Regions from separate parts of the Sus scrofa genome. Here region 1 is linked to region 2. The links are chromatin contacts, called in public HiChIP or PLAC-seq maps. All regions are on one chromosome and are shown on one strand. Each heading gives the region's core, a stretch centred on a gene start, on an enhancer-like site or on the middle of the called end of the contact. The rest is flanking DNA. Distances are from core to core; before and after follow the strand shown.

The links. HiChIP or PLAC-seq counts read pairs in DNA pulled down with a chosen protein or histone mark.
Region 1: a contact with region 2 is called in an H3K27ac HiChIP or PLAC-seq map of skeletal muscle. The contact joins two enhancer-like sites. A contact is called at or near these places in 11 of 47 Hi-C or Micro-C datasets (brain, embryonic fibroblasts, epiblast stem cells and 7 more) and 2 of 2 datasets of contacts at active chromatin or transcription factors (alveolar macrophages and skeletal muscle).

Annotation. Positions count from the first base shown.
Region 1 is chr6:150,963,011-150,966,822 of Sscrofa11.1, reverse strand. The region is part of intron 4 of NFIA (nuclear factor 1 A-type); the gene reads left to right. Among named protein-coding and RNA genes, the nearest start is that of NFIA, 260 kb to the left of the region's middle. Within about 2 kb of position 1,767, at least 45 of the 83 cell types and tissues checked have an H3K27ac peak or open chromatin away from gene starts, as enhancers often do. A contact at or near this core is called in mesenteric adipose tissue, retroperitoneal adipose tissue and skeletal muscle, where this site is marked.
Region 2 is chr6:150,839,959-150,843,298 of Sscrofa11.1, reverse strand. All of the region lies in intron 10 of NFIA (nuclear factor 1 A-type), which reads left to right. Among named protein-coding and RNA genes, the nearest start is that of TM2D1, 230 kb to the right of the region's middle. Within about 2 kb of position 2,013, at least 26 of the 83 cell types and tissues checked have an H3K27ac peak or open chromatin away from gene starts, as enhancers often do. A contact at or near this core is called in mesenteric adipose tissue, retroperitoneal adipose tissue and skeletal muscle, where this site is marked.

The sequences.
Region 1 (3,812 bases), core at 518-3,017, 120 kb before region 2:
TTTTCGATTCTGCACACTGCTGTGTAATCGCTCTAGGACGCACTCACACATGGCCTCGTGCTGACTGAAACTGTTTGGCAAGAGTGGGACTGGGCTGTGTCAGCTAAACCATGGCTTCAGGCCAAACTGCCATCCAGAGCCCCCTCCCTCCTGCAGATCTTTAATCCAGGGTTGTTGGGGTCTGTGTCTCAAGATCGCCTTGGCCACCCAGGGCAGGATCCCCCAGCTCGTGTTTCCTCACCCTCACATCTTTCTGAAAGACGTAAGCTCAGGCCACATGATGGAGTCAAAATCCTTAACCTCCTTTGCAGTGCTGCTCCCTTCCCCACAGCAGAAGAGCTAAGCATCCATTTCAGAGGTGTAGTGGACACTTTTTCCAGATAAGTGAGCTGGGTGCCTTCTGCAGCCTTGGGATAGAAATAAGCTAAGTGGCCTCTCAGTTGATTAAGTGCGTGATGTGAGCCCTGGTAGGAGCATGATGCAACATTAATATGAAAAATGACCGTAGCCAGCGTTTATCAAGCTTTACCAAGTACCAGGCATTGTGCTAGGCACCTTGTAAACATGACCTCGCTCAGTCTTCTGGACTGCTGTCATTGTCCCTTTTTATAGATAAAGGACATGGTGATGCACAAAGTTGAGAAATTTGCGCTTTTCACTTTGCAATACTCAGCTAGCTCACTGCAGAGGGTTTTGTCATGACCTCTCCTATAACTAAGTGCATTATAGAACTAAGTCCAAAGTTTCTGCCTTTTTATTAAATTAGCATTTCTTGTTAGAGTTGATAAACCTTCTGATTATTAATTTGTGTAGTAAAAAAAGTAAAATGATTTTCAGATAAACCAAAACAAGCAAAATACTTAATTACAACAGTTTTTCCTGAATTTGTTTTCAGGTTTGATTTTTTTTTTAATGAATAGGCTTTTTTTTTTTTTTTTTAAGGGAAGTTTAGGTTTATAGTTAGAGGTTAACAGAAAGTACAGAATTTCAATATAGCCACTGCTCCTCAGTTTCCCCTATTACTAACATGTTTTGTTAGTGTGGTATGTTTATTACAATGGATGAGCTGATATTGATACATTATTATTACCTAAAGTCTGTAGTTTTCGTTAGGGGTCATTCTTTGTGCTGTATAATCTCTGGGTTTTGAAGAATGGATCTAATGATTGCAGTACCATGCGGAATAGTCTCATTTCCTTAAAAACCACCTGTCTTCCCGCTAGCCATCTTCCCACCCTCCCAACCCATGATCTTTCTCTAATTTAGCCTCTTACCGGGATGTTTCTAAGGGTCTCAATGTCATAGAGTTTCTTCCACTTCGTCACAGATTTCTCCTTAACTTCCTCTTAACCTATGCCAGTTCCACCCACTTCCCCCCAGTCACACCGACCTGACCACATACACGGCCCGGAAATTTCACACTAAAGGTGGCCTTAGCTTGAAAATCCTCCCTCTTTCTGGATCTTTCCAATTCAGTTTTTAAATTTGCGAATGTAAATATTGACTTTCCCCAGGTTTCCAGTTAGTTTCTGTTTTTAGTTTTCCTCCTTTTAACTTTAATAGAGGAGGGAGATGCTATTTCGGTATTTCCTCATGAGGATTTACTGAAATAACTATGTGCTAAGTTTGTTGTTTATAATCGTGTTACTAAAGGGTGGCAGTGGCAGAGAAACTCAAGAGAAAGCTGCCGGCTTAGCCTCACACGTTGAGACGTGAGGGTCAAGCGACAAGGTGGCCTGACATTAAATGATCCTGCTCGGATGCGCGGGGGCTGTGGGAAATCAGGGGCTCCTGCTGCCGGCTCCCACCACTTGTTCCCCTCTCACCCTTGCCTCCTGCCTAGCCACCTTTTAATTTTTTGCATCATCCAGAGTCGATGAAAGGCAAGAAAGGAGAGTTCTGTTTCACTTAGCAGCAAAGAGAATACTGTACAGCATAAAAGCAAACATATTCATTCTCCTCCTACCTTTTCCCGCATGTGCTAGGACCATCTGAAAATAGTTCTGGTTATTTATCACTTTGTGCCGGGGGAGGCAGGGCGAAATGCAGACCACGAGACACCGCGCCAGAGAGAAAGAGAGACGTCTCTGCTCTGGGGGAGGGGGTTTACAAGTGCTAACAATGAAGTTCAGAATCGCTAAAGTTGTTTTAGCATAATACTCTGGGGAAAGAGACAGGAACCATCTGTTGAAATGGCTCTTACATGATGCTGCATTTTCAAACAAAGCCTTCTAGAAGCATTTTCAGATGGGTCTCTTTCCTATGAAGTTGCTGCAAAGAGAGCCCACTCTACTGGCTGCTACATGACGCCGCTTAGCTAGCTCTCTGTCAGCCCCCACGCTTGTTTATTTTGTACCAGTGTTTTCCTCGGAGTGTGTGCTTTGAGGCTGTCAAATATCCTTCCTGGGAGAAACCCAGAAAATCCTTCTGAAAAAAATCCAGTACTTCTGCCCATTTCCTTCTAAAGTGCTGACTCTTTGACTTGAAGTTGGTGGAGTGACTCCGAAACCTTAAATACTTCACTGGGAAAGAGGAAAACCGCAAATACACACAGGCCATTGTGACTCTGGCCTGGCGGGTTCTAATTTTCTGGCAGTGGTTTGTACCCCCAAGTCGGCTGCAAGGGTTAAGTAAACTTCGTGGCTGGGGATGACTTCATGGCCCTGGAATTTTGAAAAGCCAGGGTTCTCAGTACGCTGTGGCCAGCCTTAGAGTCTTTGGGTGTGAAAAGCACTCTCAGTTACCCAGACTGATTTTGGGTTCCTGTTGCAGTGCTGCAGAATCTATTAAAATCCAGCAGCTGAATTGTCCTGGCTCTGCCACAAAGCTAAGCTGCTGGGTGGCTACAGGATTCCCGAGCTGTTTGTCAATGGAGAGTGGGAGTGAATGGAGCCAGGCGTATGCCTCAGCCTGGCATGAGGTGGCACCCTAGTGGCTGTTTTCTGCCTTAGAAACGTGCGCTCTGTGTTCTCACACGGGAATCCCAAGATCTCAATCGTAGTTCATTTTTAAAGTTTTCTTTTAAGGCTCTAGGTCCTTTGCGTGTCTTTGGGGACACATTTCCACACCCTAGGGTTTTCTGGCCACCAGTTTAGCAGGGGCTGTTGGCAATATTCTAACCTGCCTGGATGGAGCTTCTACAACAGTTAACTCGGCTCCAAGGTACAATAAGGAAATGAAGCCCTTTGACAGAACAAGCCCAAACTTGAAAATTACAAAATGTTCTTGCAAAGACGGACTCAAAGGAAATTGGTGTAGGATAAGAGATTCTGGATGTCCCAGTCCTTTGGGATGCCATTTAAAGATGTGCAGGATTTTAGGTCTTTGCTAAAGTAGAGCAGATTTGAAACTTTCTTTTCTAAACAAGTGGCCCATTGGTTCACCTCTGATCATGGCCTGGAAATTATTTTTTAAACTAAGGCTGTATTCTTATGCAACCTCTTCTTTCTAAAAGAAACCACTTGGGCTTGAGCATTAAAGGAAGAAACAAAAAGATTATAATAAAAAATAGACTGCAGCCCTAGCATGAACAGTGGCTGTGACCTTGCCTTTTGTTTGCCATTACACAATTCAATGGCAGTCCACTCCAACTATGCTCTCGATCAATATCCTATTAAAGCAGCACAAAAAGTCTCCATAAACTTAGTGGTTAGCTATGTTTATAAATGGAACTCGGCATAATTAGATGGTCAATAGCAGGCTCTACTAGTAATTTTAAAATGAGCATCACACATTTTCTATCTGTAGAAGTCAATGGCACCTATTCCAGAGTAAGGCTTTGGTGTGAAGCAGACAAAAGAGTAGGAATCTCT
Region 2 (3,340 bases), core at 764-3,263:
AACCTTGGAGATGCCTCGTTTCTTTCTTGCATCCTTTATTCAACAGTATTTATCCAGCCACCAGGCAAGACACTGGCCTGGTGCCTTCTTGCCACATAGAAGAAGATAGTCCATTTTCTTGAGGGGAAAAGCAGGTAATTACAGTTCAGTAACCGTGACAGAGGTAAACCCAGGACTAAAGGCCTAGAGAAAAACCCCTTGGAAGAAGGGACTTAGTCTGAGAACGCAAGGACTAACAAGTGTTAGCAAAGCCAAGGAGAGGGGCACAGCTATGCCAAGGCCCAGCAGGGAGAAAGCATTTGACTTGGGGGCACCTGGAAGACGTTGAAGACAGCCCAAGTGTTGGGTACAAGCAGTGAAGAGATAAGGCCGAAAAGGTAAGCAGGGGCCAATCATGGCCCATTAACATTTTAATAGCTTCCTGTACAATAAACAAGTCTTGGTTTAGCGTTATTGAAAACAGGCTTTCTTTAATTAACAAAATCAGGCAAGAAAAGTGACTGCAGAGATCAAATCCCCATGGCTGGCAATACCATAACTGACACCTGGGGACGCCGTGTCACCTTTGTCAGAAGAAAGCGGCGTCAGACACTGCAGAATGGAGTTCCCGTCGTGGCTGAGTGGTAACGAACCCAATTAGTATACATGAGGACTCTCGGGTTCGATCCCTGGCCTCGCTCAGTAGGTTAAGGATCCCGCATTGCTGTGGCTGTGGCGTAGGCCAGCAACTGCAGCTCTGTTTCGACCCCTCCCCTGGAAACTTCCATATGCCATGGGTGTGGCCCTAAAAAGAAAAGAAAAGAAACTTCAGAACGGCCCTCACAGTAGCCCTCTGGGGGCCCAAGGACAGAGACCTGCTTCCTGGAAATCACACCACTGGTGTGGAAAAAGTGAGACTCGGTTCTGGGTCCCTCAGACACTGGATACGCAGCCTCACCAGCTGGCATATATTTTTAAAGATCCTACTGGGAGAAAAGCAGGGGTAGTTGGTACCTTGAAAGACAGAGAAGTCTACAATCCAGCATCTGCTTTCCGTAGGACAGCTCCTTAAGTGCAGGTGCCATATTTTTTGTACTTGTTCTGTCCCCAGAGCCTAGCATACAAAGCATACGGTAGGATGCTAATATTTTGCTGAAAAAATGAAGTACTCCAAAGCGGTGTCGCCTAACGTGGGAAACCAGGAGTGTGCCCAGAGGCCCTGTCCCTTTCCACTGTCTTGGAAGAGGGTGGGGAGGACGAGCAGGTTTCTCGCTGATTTGCCAAGGACGGCTCGACAGTGGGCTTGAGCTCATCCAAATAAGAGCAGGAAGCCAAATATGAGTAACTGGATTAGCGTGACCCAGCAGAGATAGCATCTCCTCAAGAGAGACGTCGAAACACTGACCCCAACTCCTGCAGTACTGGTTGGCAGCATCCTCTTTGGGGGCTGACTTGGGTAGGAAGGAGTGGGAGAGTCGGGGCAGAGGCCTCCCTGTGTTTGCATGTTTCTGTTTTCTGTGCGTGGATGTCCTTAAATAACCCACCTTGCCCGGAGAAGAAAGCAAAGTGTCACACCCAGTTCTGGATTCCACATTAACAACCTCCTTCCGCAGTGTTCAACTTTGCCCTTGAGGCCTTTTGTTTAACTTTTTAACTTGAAAAACAGATTCTGCTGCGTCACAGTCTGTTCCACCCTCCCCACCCCCACCCAGGACCCTCTCCTTTTTTTTTTTTTTTTTTTTTTTTCCATTTGGGTTAAAATAAAATACAGCTATCTCCAACAGACTTGTATTCCCTTTTGTTTCTAAAATACACATCCTACCCTCTTGGTGAACAGAGTGCATTAAAAGCCTTTTTGAAAGTTGTTATTCACGTTAGAATGTCTGGTGTTAACTTAGAAGTTGAGTCTTCATCAACTTTGGCTTACACACACTCAGGACCAAATTTTTGCGAAACAGCCTCTGTTTGCTAATGCCTCTCCCTGCAGCATAAGAAAGGAAAGAGACTGCCACTGTCAAAGGTTATCTCCTGCCACCTCAGGCTTCCTGCTTAGGAGGCAGCCGGATAGATATTGTTTATGGTTCATAAAACCTGACTACTGTGAGTATTCCAGAATCCTGGCAGAATGGGATTCGAACTTTCATGGAGCTGTAAATTAAGGAGCTGGAAGTGTGATAAAACTCCTTAGAGAATGGTGTGGGGGGTGGGGGGGGAGTGTGCTGCAATGGTTAAATGAAATTTTATAAGCACATTGAATGTGGAGCTGTTTTGCATTACATGAGTCGAATACCTTAGAGACGCCACATCTGCAGGCACTTTATTAAATCCTTAGTCAGCACTTTCCAACCTGATGAGATTACTTCTTCATTTGACTGGAGAAAAGGAAAGCTGAGCTCTGGTCCTGGACTGCAGATTTCTTTTGATGTTTCACCTTGAACACGGAGAGAGGACAATTACCCTCCCCACCCCCGCCTCCCCACCTCCCCAGCACATCCCAAACTGTAGGAATTGGGAATGTAACACAGTAATTTTACTTTACCTCAAGCCTTCGTGGGAGTGTGGATTTATGGACCTCCAAAACAACGGCAGCTGAGGGTTCCCAAGGAAAAAAAGCCAGATCAAAGCTCTGTGTTTACTTCCTTAATGTAAATGTATCAAGATAACATCATCCTATATTGTATTGTAATACTGGACCTCACTGCAGATAAGAGACAGAGATGCCTTTGTAGTTCATCTGATACAGCAGGTTAGATTAAGGGGCTATAAAATAGGAAGGCAGAAGCCATATGAAACCTAAGCTTATGTCAGTAAATATCTGAAGACAATGTTTTTTGTCTTTTTGTCTCTTTTAGGGCTACACCTGCGGTATATGGGGGTTCCCAGGCTAGGGGTCAAATCAGAGCTGTAGCCCACAGTCACAGCAACACGGGATCCGAGCCGTGTCTGCAACCTACACCACAGCTCACAGCAACACTGGATCCTTAACCCACTGAGTGAGGCCAGGGATCAAACCCGCGTCCTCATGGATGCTAGTCAGGTTCGTTAACTGCTGAGCCATGACGGGAACTCCTGAAGACAATTGTTTGACTCTCCATAAATGAATTCTGTCTAATGGGTAATGTGGCAACATTTCCCCAGTGATTTGCTCCTCAGATTCAACGATTTAAGGATCTCAGATTTCTTTCCTATTTTTCTTGTATGACCCAAGGAGAAAATGCCCAGAATTACTCGTCAAGTAATGTTTTGAAACTTGCACTACTTGAATATTAAACTTTATGAGAAAATATCACAAGAAAAAAAAGTGGGCTTTTCCAAACATTTTCTTGTCCTTTTGATGTTATTCGTAGTTCATGGCAGTTCT